Linked DNA regions of Sus scrofa: regions 1 and 3 are each linked to region 2. The links are chromatin contacts, called in public Hi-C and HiChIP or PLAC-seq maps. All regions are on one chromosome and are shown on one strand. Each heading gives the region's core, a stretch centred on a gene start, on an enhancer-like site or on the middle of the called end of the contact. The rest is flanking DNA. Distances are from core to core; before and after follow the strand shown.

Evidence for each region. Hi-C and Micro-C count contacts between places; a contact is called where the count stands out from the background. HiChIP or PLAC-seq counts read pairs in DNA pulled down with a chosen protein or histone mark.
Region 1: a contact with region 2 is called in a Hi-C map of liver, with 2.1 times the contacts expected there. The contact joins the enhancer-like site here to the promoter of PICALM in region 2. A contact is called at or near these places in 1 of 5 promoter capture datasets (liver), 11 of 47 Hi-C or Micro-C datasets (alveolar macrophages, blood, embryonic fibroblasts and 3 more) and 2 of 2 datasets of contacts at active chromatin or transcription factors (alveolar macrophages and skeletal muscle).
Region 3: a contact with region 2 is called in an H3K27ac HiChIP or PLAC-seq map of skeletal muscle. The contact joins the enhancer-like site here to the promoter of PICALM in region 2. A contact is called at or near these places in 2 of 5 promoter capture datasets (fetal liver and liver), 9 of 47 Hi-C or Micro-C datasets (alveolar macrophages, blood, embryonic fibroblasts and 3 more) and 2 of 2 datasets of contacts at active chromatin or transcription factors (alveolar macrophages and skeletal muscle).

What each region holds. Positions count from the first base shown.
Region 1 is chr9:20,024,367-20,027,600 of Sscrofa11.1, reverse strand. No RefSeq gene overlaps it. Among named protein-coding and RNA genes, the nearest start is that of PICALM, 79 kb to the right of the region's middle. Within about 2 kb of position 1,315, at least 11 of the 83 cell types and tissues checked have an H3K27ac peak or open chromatin away from gene starts, as enhancers often do. A contact at or near this core is called in fetal liver and liver, where this site is marked.
Region 2 is chr9:19,945,346-19,948,333 of Sscrofa11.1, reverse strand. PICALM (phosphatidylinositol binding clathrin assembly protein) reads left to right here and starts at 1,420. Exons shown (of 21, transcript NM_001246270.1): 1 at 1,420-1,589. The coding sequence starts at 1,460.
Region 3 is chr9:20,040,911-20,044,286 of Sscrofa11.1, reverse strand. No RefSeq gene overlaps it. Among named protein-coding and RNA genes, the nearest start is that of EED, 80 kb to the left of the region's middle. Within about 2 kb of position 1,451, at least 6 of the 83 cell types and tissues checked have an H3K27ac peak or open chromatin away from gene starts, as enhancers often do. A contact at or near this core is called in skeletal muscle, where this site is marked.

The sequences.
Region 1 (3,234 bases), core at 66-2,565, 79 kb before region 2:
CTTGCTGTAATTTCCATTCTTGATCTTCTTTATATATTCAGGGAGATGTCCTCACACTTAGCTTCTGGAAAATATCCCCAGTTTTTGGCATATCCATTCTATTATTTATTCTATCTACTACTTTAGTTTTGCTATCACCTTTTAAATTTTCCATTTTGTTCGTTTGTTGCTTTTCCTTTGTCAAAGCAGTTTGTTCCCTTTTCACAGCAGCCTCCTACAGTATCCTCATGCATCTTTCTAAGAATGATGCTATTTAGAATTTAGAAAAAATTTTTTTTCTGGGTTCTTTTATCCATCTTTTCTCTGGAGTCAGTTTTCAGTTTGTTCATCTTTCTTTTTTCGTTGTTGTTGTTAGTTCCTTTCTTTAGGGCTATTGAATTTCCTCAGTTACTGTTGGTGCTTAGTTTTCCATTCACATTTATGTTTAAAGGATAGCTGAATTTGTAGGTATCTTGTTTAAGTTTTCACTTCACTTTTGAGTTGTTGCCCCTGCAGGCTCCTCCAATGAGTGGGGGGTCAGTTAGGATGCTGTTAGGGCCACACCTGTGGCATATGGAGGTTCCCAGCCTGGGGGTCTAATCAGAGCTGTTGCTGCCAGCCTACGCCAGAGCCACAGCAACGCCAGATCCGAGCTGTGTCTGCGACAGCTCTCGGCAACACCGGATCCTTAACCCACTGAGCGAGGCCAGGGATCGAACCTGCAACTTTGTGGTTCTTAGTTGGATTCGTTTCCACTGCGCCATGACGGGAACTCCTAAGCGGGACATTTTGACTGCAGATTTCCATGTAAGGTACTTAGAGCAGGCAGAGGTGCTTCGAGCAGGCTTGGGGATCATGTCCCTCCCACTTCATCTTTCATCCACCCCCAAATGGCAGAGTACAAGGAAGCCACAGTTGACATCCTGGATAGAACAGCTTTTCTTTTTCTCTTTTTCTTCTTCTTCTTCCCTTTTTTTGGCGGGGGGGGCCACACCTGTGGCATTCGGAATTTACAAGGCTAGGGATAAAATCAGTGCTGCAGCCAGTGGCCTATGCCATAGCCACAGCAATGCCAGATCCAAATGCATCTGCAGCCTACACCGCACCTTGTGGCAATGCCAGATCATTAATTCACTGAGCGGGGCCAGGGATTGAATGTGCATCCTCATGGGTACTAGTTGGGTTCTTAACCCACTGAGCCACAATGGGAACGCCTTCATTTTCCTCTTTCTGTGTCTGTGAAAGGTGGCTGGGGTTACTTTCGGCTGTGCTTTTCTCACAGGCCCTTATACCCCAGCAGGTGCCCTCCCCAGGCAGGTGATTTCTTTTCTTAGAGCGAAGCTGTATGTTTTATCTGTGGTTCAACACCTGCCACCAACAGCTGTCTGAGGTGGAAAGAGGCCTGTTGTTCAGAGAGCAGTTTAAAGATTAATAACCCTGACGATTGCTTCATATACACACACTCTCACGCTTTCTATCTGCTTCCTTGGAGCTTGGAGATTCTTTGCTTCAAATAGTCTCTCAGGAGTGTTTGGCACTGTGTTAATTCTCTGCTCTGGGCTCTCTAACGGTCTAACCCCAATCCTATCCGGATTTTTGTCAGTTTTGCCTCCTCTCCTGTTTGCTGGTACTGGTCAGGACTTACTGATTTTAAGAGCTATCTTGGAGTTCCCTGGTGGTTCAGCAGGTTAAAGATCCAGTGTTGTCATAGCTGTGGTACAGGTCACTGCTGTGGTGTGGATTTGATCCCTGGCCGGGAAACTTGCGCATGCCATGGGTGAGGACAAAAAGAAAGCTGTATTTTCTGTCTTTTAAGGGATTTGGGATAGGAGGGCTGGTGTGTGTTTATGCTTGTTTCTCCATCTTGTTTGCTTCTTTCTCTTACATATTATCTCTCCTCTTGATAACAGCATTTCTGACAACAAACCATGCTGTTGGAATACAGCTTGTTAATTAAAACAATTTGATTTAACAAAAAGCACTAGATACGTACATCTGTTGTCACTTTGAAGCCTCACAAAAATCCTGTGATCGAATCATCCAATTCCACATTTGGTTGATGAAGAAGCTAAAACTCTGGAAGGTTAATTGAATTATGGAAATCATGCAGTTAATAGGATATAAACCTAAAGTCTGTCTCCAAAGCCCTCTTTATGTTGCGATACACTCTGTACATGGTCCTCTGGTTTTCAGTATGTTTGTCTTTACTTCCCCCACTAATATATAAGTTCCTTGAGAGTGGAGACCCTGGCTATGGTTTCTTATTTCTATTGTGAGGAGCCTGATTTAATGGTCTACAAGCAGCCGTCGGTTTAAATTTTGTAAACCAACTCGGTAAAGCAGTTAATTACAATTACGTTATTATTCTGCACATGATTACATTTTAGAGTGGTGCAAATTCTTTATTTGAGGTCTTTAAATGTTTTATTATGTCCACCAAATTAAAGATTGGATTGCAAATCGAAATTAAAACGGGAGGAAAGGTCAAAGTTCAGTTTCTGGCTAGAATTGTGATGGCAACTCCCTGAGCTATGAGGCTGCATCAGGAGGGAGAACAAGAGGAAATACCTATTGATCTCTAATATTAGCGCTCATCATTTTCTCCCTGTTTCTTCATTACTGCAATATGTTGAGATGAATAGAATTTTGATTCTTTCATGTATTCCATGTATAGCCAACTTTCAGAAGGAGACAGAATCATGTCTTCACGTTCCTAAGGATGGGGTAGCTGGGCCTTATTTGTTCTGATCCCATTTGGTTCATTCACTCATTCCTTCTTTCAACAAATAGTCATTGAGCAGCTATGACACTGGCTGCATAATAAAAATACCCAGGGAATTTTTCCAAAATACCATGACCAGGTTTCACTCCTAGACCAGTGGAGCCCAGGCCCATGTATTTTTAAAGCTCCTCAAGCAATTATGGTGTGTATGAAGGTGGAAAAACTTCTGACCTCTGATATATTACAAACTCTGCTAACCACTGTGGATACAAGTAAAAATAATAATTGCTAATATTTATTGAGTGCACACTATATGTCAGGCACCGTTCCACATGTCTGATATGTAAGAACATATTTAATCACCTCAACAACCATAGAAGGTAGACATTACCCTTATTTATAGATGAGGAAACTGAGGCACAGAGAAGCTAAATGATTTGCCCAAGGTTATACATTGAGGAAGTGGTCAAGACTGGTCTTGAACAAAACAAAAAGGCTTGGTCTTGGAGTCCATGTTCACTGTGCTATGGCCT
Region 2 (2,988 bases), core at 171-2,670:
AAATTTATCTTTAAACTTGTGTTGAAAGTGGGGCCCTAATAACATTTAAAAAGACTTTGTTAATAGATCTGGATCTTCTTGAACAGAGCCACAGGATATAACGATTCCTCTAAAATGCCCACAGGACAGGGTCAGTGTCTTCTTTCACTGGAAATCTGGTTTACACGGAGAAAAAAGAGGCCAAAGAGAACAAAGACCAAACCAGGGGAGATGGCAGGTAGTGATGTCTGGGTTCTCTGAAAGGGACTTCTCCATTTACCACCCTCTCACTTCCTTCTATGGTCTGAACCTTTAATCACCACAGCAGTCAGCCTTGTAGGGTCAAGCTAATCTTTGTTGACATCATCCTACTACTTCCCTTTTCAAATTCCAGTGCAGCTATGTGTTTCCTGTCCTATTTGACACCCTAGAGGAACAATACTGGCTCACTGGTATCCAAATTTAGACTGGCAGTTTTCAGAGAAGGGATAAACAAATACAGGTGACAATGCCAAACCTCTCAAGAAAAAGGGGAAAAAGCCCAACCCTTCTGGGGGTAAATAAGCAGGGACAGCTTCGATATCCACAGCAGGGAGAGGCCTGGTGGCAGGTTCTGAGAGTGGGCCAGCGGAGACCTTCTCCTTCAAGCCTGGAGGCTGGCTTTGGGGGCATCCCTAAACACATTCTGGATCCCGCTAGGAACGCCCGGGGAGCTCTGACACCCCTTTCCTCAGCGGGAGCTGCGAAGTCAGCTGCATCTCCTCTTTGTCAAGACGTTGGTTCCAACCGCAGACACTAGGATACCCTTGGGATGGGAGCGGGAAGAAGCCATACGTGCCTCCCCAGCGCGCCGGACTCGCCGCCCCTCCCCCGCGTCGCCCCGCCCCCCTCTGTGACCCCCGCGAGACCGGCCTCGGGCGACCTGTTGGCAGGGAACGTCACGTGACGCGGCGGGCCGCCGCACTCCGCCCGGGAGGGCCTCCTGTTGCGCCCGCCGGGCGGGTTCCATCACGTAACGCGCGGGCGCCGCCCCGCTCTTCCCTCGCCGAGCGAGGGAGGGCGGGCGTCGAAGAGGAAAGAGAAGGGAAAAGGGGCGGGAGAAGGAGAAGGCGGGGCGGCGCCCGAGTCACGTGACCCGGGCAGCCCGGAAAGCTCCGAGGAGGAGCCTGGCGCCGCCATTTTCCTGCAGCTGCCTGTCCCTCTTGCCCTGCCCGGCTCCAGCTGACCAGGGAAGGGGTGGGCTGAGCTGAGGCGGGGGCAGGGGAGTGCCCGACACCGTGCCTGACCCCGCGGGTGACAAGAGCCGGTTCTTGCCTGGCTGGGTGGCAGCAAGCGGCCCTGAGCCCCGCCCCAGGCCGGCAGGCGGAGAAGGAGCCGGTGGGGGTAGGGGGTGCGGTGGGGGGGTGGGGGTCCTCCGGCGCTTGGGGGTCCCAGTCCCCGCCGGCTGCCGAGCGGGAGGGGTGGCGGAGGAGCCGCAGAGATGTCCGGCCAGAGCTTGACGGACCGAATCACCGCCGCCCAGCACAGTGTCACCGGCTCTGCCGTATCCAAGACAGTATGCAAGGCCACGACCCACGAGATCATGGGGCCCAAGAAAAAGCACCTGGACTGTGAGTGAAGCCGACCACGGCCCCCCGCGACCCGCGTCTGTCTTTCTTCTCATCTCTTTTCTTCTTCAGCTGCCTCTCACCTCCCTGCGTCTCATCCGGCTCGGCGGGTCCTGTGCGCGTCCGAGCTGTGTTCTTTTTGCTTCCATCACACCTGCCTTCACGGCTTCCGTTCCCTGTCTAAGAATCCCTGACAAGCCACTCCCCTCCGGGTTCCTCGGGGACCCTCGCTTCCCTGCCCGGTGCGCCGCGATACCCTCTCACCACCGACCAACTTGCCTCTCCCTCTGGCTCCCCACCTCCCGGCCTCTATCTCTCTCCTGCAGCCTTCTGCTCTTTCATCCCACCCGTCCGGTGCTGCCTAGCCGCCCTCTCCCGTGCGTCTCCCCGCTTGCTCTCCGTCTCACCGCCCTATTGTTTCCCTACGAGCCGCCTTCGGGTTTCCGTGAACGCCGGGTTCGGTGGACCCGGATCCCAGTTTCTCTGCCGCTCTGAGGGCTGCCTCCTTTGAAGCGATTCCCACTATCCGCCTCTGTCCCTGTCCTTCCCGGGTTTCTCATCCACCTCCCTCCCCCCCCCCCCCCCGCCTTGGGTTACCTTTCTTTGCCTCTGTAGCTTCCGTTAGGTTCCGTCGTCCCATTTGAAATATCATGGTCAATGCCCGACTTTTATCCCAGACCACTTTTCTTCAAGGGGGGGTGGATGTAAAGGGATTCCGTTGGGGTAGGAAAAGCTTTGTGGAACGTTGGCATTTTTAAGTCACCTCTAGTGGAATTTAATCTTTGTGTTTTCCATGCTTTTGACTAGGATAAGTTGTGTCAGGCACCTCCCTCGCCCCCTTTCTTTCTAATGGGTATATGGAAAAGGGTTTGCTGATTTTTGCTGTCATCTCCTAGAGCTGTTAAACCTGACGGTTTGAATGTAGAAACTTGAGCGGAAGAGTAGACTATTGGCATTTATGATAGTCTACTATTTTAATAATCTGACCTACAGATAACGTACATCTTTTTAAAAACTGGTGAAAAGATACTTGGTGAGGCTTGAGTTTGGACTCCGTTTTAATTTATGCTGGTTATCTTTTGGAGGACTAGCTTTTCTTACACGGCATGGTATTACACCATTCACTAACTTGTATATACCATTAGTAGAGCTAACTCCTCCCAACTTTTTCCAAACCTGGAAGCCACCTGTAATATCCTCCTTTTTCATAACACTCCTTTACCTCAAGGTACAAAGATCAGTGATTACTCAAGCTTTGACTTAGTGGAGTTTTGATCTGAAACTTTTCAAGGAAACATAGAGAAAAAGGCATAATAATAAGTTCTTTTTAAAAAAATGGCTGTTGGACACGTCCTTTCATTCTACATGAACGTTACTTTGCTTTACTATTTGAAGCAAGAGT
Region 3 (3,376 bases), core at 202-2,701, 96 kb before region 2:
ATTAATTTTAATGTCTCTACTGAATTATATATTTTTAAATACCACTTTTTATGCACAAAGCATTTTGTGTTCAACATTTTAAAAAATTTTATTTACAATGTTCTTTCGATTTCTGCTGTACAGCAAAGTGATGCAGTTATATATATACACACACACATTAATTTTCTCATATCATCTTCTATCATATTCTGTAGTCTCCTATTTGAATACTGTGTTTTAACCGAATTTTAAAGACTCATGGATGAATGGTGGGCCAGAACACTGGATACATTTCTGTGCATATTTTATAAATTGGCAAAAAAAACCCATTTGTTCTATTTTCCAAAGATTTTGTGTTGAGAAAGTGTTTTTGGGGAGTTCCTGTCATGACTCAGCGGTCAATGAAACTGACTGACTTGGACCTGATCCATGAGGATACGGGTTTGATCCCTGGCCTTGCTCAGTGGGTTAAGGATCTGGCATTGCCATGAGCTGTGGTGTAGGAAACAGACGCGGTTCAGATCCCGAGTTGCTGTGGCTGTGGTGTAGGCCGGCAGCTACAGCTCTGATTGGACCCCTAGCCTGGGCCATGGGTGCGGCCCTAAAAAAAAGAGGCAAAAAAAAAAAAGTGATTTTGCTATTGATTTGATGAATGACTTCAAGTGAGTTCATTTATCCTTTTCAGCTTGCCTTGTTTCCTCTGCAAAATTAGTGGGCATGGTTTCTAAAGGTCTTACCAGCTCTAAAATAAATACATGAATTTCACATTATAATTACATGTTACTTGCATGGCTCGAACAGTAAGCCAGACCCTAATTATTTCTAAAGAAGCTTTAGAATCCTTCATGGTTATCAAGGATTATTGCCAAGAATCTGATCACCATGCAGTATTTGATGTCTGCCCTTATTTATCTAATGGTTTGACAGTGTGCAGCTGATTTGGGACATCTGGAAGGATATTCATAGCTGACAAACAGAAAACTGGACCTGGGGGTTAACTCTCCTTGTCCTTGCTGGTCCTTGGGGAAGAGTGACGTTTTTTGGTTTAACTTTCTCGTCTCTTCGTTTGTGTTGTCAAAGTTCCTCTCTGAGAGTGGCTTTTGGTGGCAAGTTAATCAGTTTGTCACAGTACTGGGAGCAGGTTGGTAAAGATGATCTGCTTGGGCAAAGCTTTGAGGTCCAGCTCCAGTTACCCCCCAGCCCTTTCCCCACTTGGTTTTCACACCTTCTAATACAACCAGACTGATCTTGGCTATTTCCTTAGGTCCTGGGTGTTTGCCACTCAATGTTTTATTAATGCTGCTCTCGACCCAGAAACACTTCTTTCCTTTTTTCTGAACTCTTCCTCCACTCTCACTGCCAACATTCATATGTCCAAATGCTCCCCATCCTTTGAGGCTGAGTGCAGATGTCACTGCTCCACAAAGCGTGGGCAATCTTTCCCCTTGGGTGCCATGAAGCTCCCTCAGCTGAGCTCCCAGAATGCTCCCAGAACGTCCTTTCAAGTGGTTCCCGGCGGGCAGCGTGGTGCAGTGGTAAGGCTCATGGGATCTGCGGTCACATCACTTGAGTTCAAATCCCTTTTCATCTCTAATATTTACCAGACAAGACTTTAACCTTGAAATCAGCAATTCCATGAGTTAAAGAAGCTTATTGTAATGAAATGTCAAATGGGACATTAGACTAAACAGTCTATAGTCAGTTGCATGCTAGTGCCTGTGGTAAGGCCAGGGCTTTTTAAAGAACATGTCATGTGGTGTATAGTTATTTGACCCAGGGCTCCCCACGCCTGGTCCTGGCCCCACTCCACTGCTCCAAGCACCAGATTCTATTACCTTTGCTTCCCAGGGTTGTGGGTCACCCTGGCTCCAGCTGGCCACACACAGCAATGACCAAGGCCACCATAGAGGATGGTTCTTTTCTGCAGGGAACAGCCGCACCATGATCTATGGATGAAATGATGAACAAATATGTACTAATGGAAAACATGACGCATTAGTCCCATAGGACAAGGTCAGTTGCAGTCAAGATTTCAGGTCAAATTCAGATCTATTCCTGAGATATTTCCCACAGATATTTCTCACATTTTTGCAGACACTTCTTGGTCTGTGTTCATGGATTTGTGCCAAACAGCAGTTTACCCAACACTGTGATTCATTTATTTGTTTTCTATACACTGTTTGACTTTTCTCATATTTGGCTTTGGCTGAGGACTCCCAGCATATGCTTTGCCTGGCTCGTCAGTCCGACTTTTTAGGATTTTAGGGTCTTAATACCAAAAAAAAAAAAAAAAAAATTCAAACCAAAGGCCAGGATTTTTCTAATAATAAGCTAGAGACAACTCCTTTTCTTTCTAGTGAGTATTAACTTCAATTTAGCTCTCTTCTGTGAAACTTCACAGCATTAATGTTAAAACATAATTCAGGTCAAGTATAATATCAGCACCAGGGGTGTCATTAATAGTTTCATGAATAAGAGCCCTACAAAGTAGCACAGGCTCACAGAAATGGGCCTAAAGAAATGAGGCCAGACAGGACTCGGAGAAATTAAGGTATAAGATGCTGCCTTTTCCCTGCTCTCGGGAGCAGCATTTCTTTTCTTAAAACTAACCTTAAATACAGGCAAAGGAGGCACTAGTCTGTAGCATAGAGGGGCGCTGAAGGTCTCAAAAGTGGTCCTCCAACCTGCCTCTGATATTTGGCATTCCTACCTCCAGAGTGGCACTCCACTGGCACAAGTTTGCTCTAGAGATGTCTATCCATTCCTTTACTAATTCATCCATTCATTCATTCACCTAATGTTAATTAGTGCCACTATATGTGGGAAATGGGGAGAGAAAAGCAAGTAGGATGCAAAGCTTTTTGTCTAGTAGGAAGAGCAAAATAGGGAGATGCTTAAAACCCTGTGTGTTTGACACATGTCATGGTAGAACTTGACCTGTGGGGCTCCCAGAGAGGTAGGAGATGACCCCAGAGAATGGAATGTCACAGAAAATCTCAAGTGGAAGAATGACGAAGTTATGCACCTTACAGAGGACAAATTCGGAGAGGAAAGAAAATGTTGAGCACAGGTACCTCTGCCAGGGTGAATGCTTCAGGCTGGTTAGTAGGTACCAACAAAGTGGAATGAACATTTGACTTCTGGTTTACAATGTAAAGCCATCTGAAAGCTGGGCAAAATTTAACCCACATGCTAAGGCTTGGTAGGGAAGTGCGAAGGCACAGAGGCTGGGAACCTAAATCACTGACCAAGAGGGGCTGAAGTGAGGGCTTGGTTGTTGAAGGGACAATTTAGGGCACTGAGGCTGGAGGCAGAGGTGCCCTGAGACAGGAGCTGAAAGAGGGGTTCAGAAAATGCAGAACTGACTTGGCCTATTTGGTAATCTAGGTGCTGGCCC